Regions from separate parts of the Gossypium hirsutum genome. Here region 2 is linked to region 1. A link is a contact called in public Hi-C data. All regions are on one chromosome and are shown on one strand. The core of a region is the stretch at or near the end of the contact, and the rest is flanking DNA. Distances in the headings are between cores, read along the strand shown.

Evidence for each region. Hi-C and Micro-C count contacts between places; a contact is called where the count stands out from the background.
Region 2: a contact with region 1 is called in a Hi-C map of leaf, with 2.3 times the contacts expected there. The contact joins the promoter of LOC107901804 here to the enhancer-like site in region 1. A contact is called at or near these places in 2 of 34 Hi-C or Micro-C datasets (both in leaf).

What each region holds. Positions count from the first base shown.
Region 1 is chrD06:45,468,549-45,471,667 of Gossypium_hirsutum_v2.1, reverse strand. No RefSeq gene overlaps it. Among protein-coding and RNA genes, the nearest start is that of LOC107901813, 14 kb to the right of the region's middle. Within about 2 kb of position 1,732, at least 9 of the 9 cell types and tissues checked have an H3K27ac peak or open chromatin away from gene starts, as enhancers often do. A contact at or near this core is called in leaf, where this site is marked.
Region 2 is chrD06:45,791,529-45,794,526 of Gossypium_hirsutum_v2.1, reverse strand. LOC107901804 (VQ motif-containing protein 4) reads right to left here and starts at 1,494. Exons shown (of 1, transcript XM_016827961.2): 1 at 317-1,494. The coding sequence starts at 1,207. The coding sequence ends at 470.

The sequences.
Region 1 (3,119 bases), core at 483-2,982:
TTGGAACAAGTGTCAACTTGTATCAGAAATTAACACAGTTAGTCAAAGGTGCTACAAATATAGATGGAATAAAAAGTTCAGATACCATATTAGACAAATAGAAAGTGTAAGTACCACATTGAAAGATTTGATAAAGTACAGAGGTGTTTTTGCCATTAACCCAAAAATTAATTAAGCCTCTCCAAGAAAAATGCACTGAGTTAAGCCCTCAAACGTTAAATATTAATCAAGGAAGCCCTTTTACCAACAATATTTGCCTTTGACCATTAAAATGTTAATGTGATCGTTAACAGCTGCTGAATATTAGAGGTCAACTATTCCTGTTAAAAAGTTTGCATATCTAGCTAATCTATTTGTGTATAAATACATCAGATTGGTGTTCATTCAGATCAAGCAATAATAATTTCACATTTTTTCATAAGTATTCTTTCATGGTATCAGTCGCTAATTAGTTACCTGGGCTGCTTTCGTTGTTTTTGATGAATCCTGTTTCTCCAGCTGTGTCTACCAATCAGGTCACTTCGCCGACCCCTGCTCCTCAGCCCTCCTCTTCTCCTGCCCTTGATGAAAGTCAGTTCTGTCGAGTGGTTCAATCATTTCCCAAACATGACACTATTAAACTTACCGACAAAACATTCGTTCAGTGGCAACACCAGCTAACGCTTATTATCGAAGCCTATGGGCTTACCGATTATATACACGAGACGATCTCTGCCCCATCTAAGTTTGTTCACGATGCTGAAGGGAAGTCGATTCCTAATTCTACTTTTCTTTTGTTTCAACAGCAAGAAAAATTGCTTACTTCTTGGCTCTTATCCACGATCAATGGAGAGTTTTTGTCCTCTTTTACAGGAACTGCTACAGCTCATAATGTCTGGAGTAAAGCATGCAGTCTTTTCGGTGCAACGTCCAGTGCCAAGATTTCTCAAACACGAGCTTCATTCGGTCAAGAAAGGTTATCAGTTTGTAAAAGAATACCTGGGTCAAATCAAGAAAATTTGTGACTTACTTGATGCGTCTAGTTATCCTGTCTCGGCTGAAGAACATACAAACATCGTTCTTATGGGTATTTCGCAGGATTTTGACTCCGTCGTCACTGTAGCATCTTTTTCACTGGAACCCCTGGCATTAGATCAGCTTATCGAAATTTTGCTCGAATGTGAAATGTGGCAACAATGATTTGTGACGGAGGTTCTTCCCCAAGCCAATCTGGTCCAGCAGTCTTCCTCATCTGGTTCTGCGTTAAGGGTTTCTGTTAGTACACCGTCTAGCTCAAGTGTCATCAATTCATTTGCTCTTAGAAATCATGGGTCGTTTCGTGGTCGTGGCCGACCTTAATTTCAGATTTACGGATGGATCAGGCATCTGGCTCAGCGATGCTACTATCACTTTGATCGATCTGTTGGTGGTCCCCCTGTCTCTACATTCGGTACTTCATCGTTGGGTTTTGGCTCTCCTTCGACATTTTCCCTTACATCATCGGTATTTTCTTCTCAGCCTCGGTATTTGGGGAGAGGATCGGTGGTTGTCCCTAATTTTTTCTCCCCATCAAAATATCCATCTAATTTTGGGTCCTTTTTCACTGACCCGAATGTTCCTCCTAGGTCATCAAGTGGGCCGTGTATTTGTGGGCTGTCAACTCCTGGTCATACTACTCATAGGCCTGTCAGTATAGGCTCAAGTGTTCCTGCCGCTCACCTGCGTCTTGGTCCTCCAAAGCTTCATTAGTTAGGCCTGCTGCTGGATTAGAAGACCAAGGTGCATCTGGTTCAGACATATAGCCCAGAAACTATGATGAGCCTTATATTCCTGTCCCGGTCAATTCCGTTGCACCCACCATGTGGTATCCTGATTTGGGCACCACTAACCACTTCTGTTAAGAGACGGCCTCGTTATATAATTCCACCAGTCATTCAAGTAGTATTTCTCTCCGTATGGGTGATGGTACAAGTGCTAAAATTGAAAGTTTGGGTCATTGTTAAATTGCCACTACTCTAAAAATTCTCCATTTAAATAATTTTTTACATGTGCCTAAAATTCAGAAAAACTTGTTATTTGTCTCGCAATTTGCACAAAAAAATAATGTTTATTTCAAATTTCATTCGCTTCACTGTCTTGTTAAGGATTAAAGACTCAGGAAATATTATTGCGGGGGCACACACATGAAGGGCTATATCGATTCTCTCCGGGTCAAAATCAGTCTGTTCTGAATGTGAAGTCAATTGTTCTCACTACTGAACTATGGCATAGAAGACTTGGCCATCCTTCATCCACGGTTGTTAACTCTGTTTTGAAAGCTTCTAATATTTCTGTTCCAAGTAATAAAATTTCCCGCATATGTACAGCTTGTCAGCAAGGAAAATCTCACAAATTTCCTTTTTCACCTTCTAGTAATGCTTATACTTGTCCATTTGAACTTGTTGTTTTGGACTTATGGGGTTCAGCTGCTATCAATTGTGGAAATGATTGGTACTACGTTACTTTTATTGATGTTTTTAGTCGGTTCACTTGGATATTTCTTATTCAACGTAAATCACAAGCTCTTGATTGTTTCATTCAGTTTTGGATGATGGTTAAGACACAGCTTGGCCGAGAGATCAAACAGTTTCAAAGTGATTGAGGAGGGAAGTTCCGTTTATTCACGTCCTTCTTATCTCAACATGGCCTCATACACTGTGTCACTTGTCCTTATACATCCGAACATAATGGAATTGTCGAAAGGAAACATCGCCACATTATTAGTTGGCCTCATGTTGCTTGCACAAGCGCATCTACCACTGAAATATTGGGGTTTTGCTTTTACGTGTGCAGTTCATTTAATCAATAGATTACCCACTCCTGTTTTGCACCATCAGTCCCCGTACTCAATTCTGTATGGCACCTTCCCGACATACAACCATCTTCAGGTATTTAGATGCAGTTGCTACCCATATCTCCGGCCATACAATCATCACAAACTTGAATTTCATTCTGAACCTTGTACGTTCTTAGGCTACAGTTCACAGCACAAAGGCTACCAGTGCCTTGCCTCTAATGGCCGAATATTTGTGTCCCGACATCTGGTGTTTGATGAGAGTAGGTTTCTTTTTCCTGAGAAGAACCTGCCCATTTCTCCAACA
Region 2 (2,998 bases), core at 245-2,744, 320 kb before region 1:
GCATCACATCAGAACTCATGTAAAGCATTTAATGAAACTAATAATACACAAACGGATCATTTAAATACCGCACTAAATATTTTCAAAATACAAATTCCACCTTATAACATCATCCAAAAGAAAATTAAGAAAAACTAGTAATAGTCACTCTTTTTTTTTTCCTTGGCCATTAATAGTCACTCATTGATTCCAATTCAAATCAGTCATTTCTCAATTTACCAAAATTTAAATTCCTCATTTGACTAAGATAAATCAATTGTTTTTAACTAAAATCAATTGTTTAAAATTTCCCAGCATCCAAGCATCGCAGAAGAAGTAAAAAAGCAAAGATTTCCTCTTGAAGTATCCAAGATTACAAATCATTTCTCGGCCCTTTTTTTAACATTCCTCATCTTCAGTGCCCAACAATATATAAAAAAAATCTTACAACAACATCAAAAGAAGCAAAAATAAAAATGATTTGTTTTTCTTAGTTTGAAGAAGTAGAAGAACCTGAAACTCTAGGTGAAGTAACTGGAAAAAGAGGGAGAAGCCTAGGCTCAGTATCTCGTGGCGTAGAGGCCGGCGATGGATGCAAATAAAAACCCTTTTCTTTAATTGCTTTCTCTTCAGCTTCCTTGTCTAAGTTGGTGATATTATTAATACAATCGGCGTGGTTTCCAGGTCCAGATCGATCAAAGGGGTCGGATATCAAGGGAGTAACCGGGCTAAGAGTCAAAGACGGGAAGTCAAGAATGCTAGGGGAGAGTATTTCGGGTTTTCGGGGCGAAAATCCTGAATTGCTAGAGTTGAAAACCGGGTTCAAGGGGTTGATCTTGAGGTTCTTGAGAGAGCTCCGTCGCTCGTAAAGTCTAAACCCAGAGTTTTGCTTGTTTTTGGGGATGGACTTGATCGGCGGGATGTGGGTTTTGAGGTTGGGATCGGAGTGAGGGGAGGAAGTTGAGTTAATGGAAGAAGCAAGCTTGGCGGTCTCGGAAGATCCGGTGAGCATCTGGACGACTTGCTTGAAAGACGAAGTGTCGGCTTGGACGAAAGTTGTCGGGTAAGGATTGGCGGATTCGGATCTGGTGATGAGTTTGGGTTGCTGAGGCGGCGGAGTCGGGGGTGTTGGGGCGGTGGTGTTGCTGCTGATGCTGCTGTCGGGACTGTGGGTTTTGGGAGAAGGAAGGAAATTGGGGTTTGGGCTCAGCCATGTAGAGGTTTCCATTTAGGGCTACCTTTTCTTTTGTGTTGATTTTCTGGCTTCTGTTTGGATGCTTGGGAAAAGGCGGAAAAAGGTTAGACAGTGATAGAGGTTTTGGTTTGGTAAGAAATGTTTTGGTGGATTGCGAGCTTTTGGGGTTCGGCTGTCGTTTTTGTTTTGTCTAAACCGTGTATTTATTTAATTATCAAGGTAGTATTTGGAAAGTAATCTGCATATAGATGTAAATATTTGAATAATATGATTGGGTAATTATTGGAATTTGTGGGTTTTATTGAATTGTAATTTATATTATAAGCATGAGCATGGATTGAATGTTTATAGTCAAAGGTTTATAATATTATAAATCCTAAAAAATGTATCTTAAAAATAATCTATAAATCTATAACAAAAATATATTATTTAAATTTTAAAAATTTAAAATTATGATAAAAATTTTATTATAAAAAATCATTTATATGTTATAAAAGTGTTATAATATATTTATTCATTTTTTATTATAACATTTGTAAAAAGATAACTTTCTAAAATCATGGGAAAAATATTTACTTATAAAAAATGTTACAAAAGTTATCAGACACTTCATAAAAGAATTTTTTATAGGGGTTATATATTATAAATTTTATATTATTTTGACTTACTTTACATATTATAAGAAAATGTTATAATTTAGCATAATTCTATTTTCAAATTAAGTTTATATAAGATTTTATTATTAAGGCTAAAGACTATTTGCATTGTAAACTTAAATATTTTATGATAAATGTTACAAATACAAAAAGTTTTCTTATATCATATTGCAGGGTATGATATCATTTCAGAAAATGGAGCATAAAAAAAAAAGATGGATCGTACTAACATGTTGCATAGTTTATAGCGTCACTCATAGGTGGATTTATAATGATCCATACTTCAAATAATATATAGAATAAAGAGATTTTGATCATCTTAATTATACAAATTCAAAATCAGATGATGATAAAGTCGATCAATGACCAACATTTGATGAAAAGGAGCATATGTTAAATATTAAAATGAGAATAACCTAACAAATATGGAACACTAGAACAATTATATAAAATTATATATAATGTTTATTTTTCTTGTTATTTTTATTAAAAATCGTATTCTAAATTACTTTTTTGGACTAACATAATACACATGATGATTTAATTTGAACTTTTGTTACTTTTTTAGAAATTCTTTTTATCATGCCAATATTTTTTATCGTAATTATTATATTTTAAAAAATATAAGTTATATAATTGTGTAATTATAATTTATACTGTTAAATGTGACATAGAGAATTACAATGCAATTGCACTATATCAACCAAACAGATCTAAAGAATTACAATAAAATAAGTTAAAATTTACTATTAGAAGAGTATTACAATTTGTACCATTTAAAGTATGGATGATCTCAAATTCACTTATAACTGAAGCTATGAAGTATGCAACATGTTAGTACGATCCAATCTTTTATTTTGTATGCTCCATTTTCTTCAATGATATCATACCTCACAATATGTTGTAAGAAAACTTTTTGCATTTGTATCATTAACATCTACCATATAATATTTGGGTTTACAATACAAATGGTTTGTAGCCTTAATCATAAAAACTGAAATGATCCATACACACCTAAAGAATTACAATTTATACTTCATAGCTTTATTCATATTATTATTGTAGCGACCTAAAATTTTTTGCACGGGCGATAGTCGAAGTGATTATTGAAAATTTGAAAATGGAGTTTTGATTTTATTTAAAAAAGGAGTCGTCACCGATCTTTTTT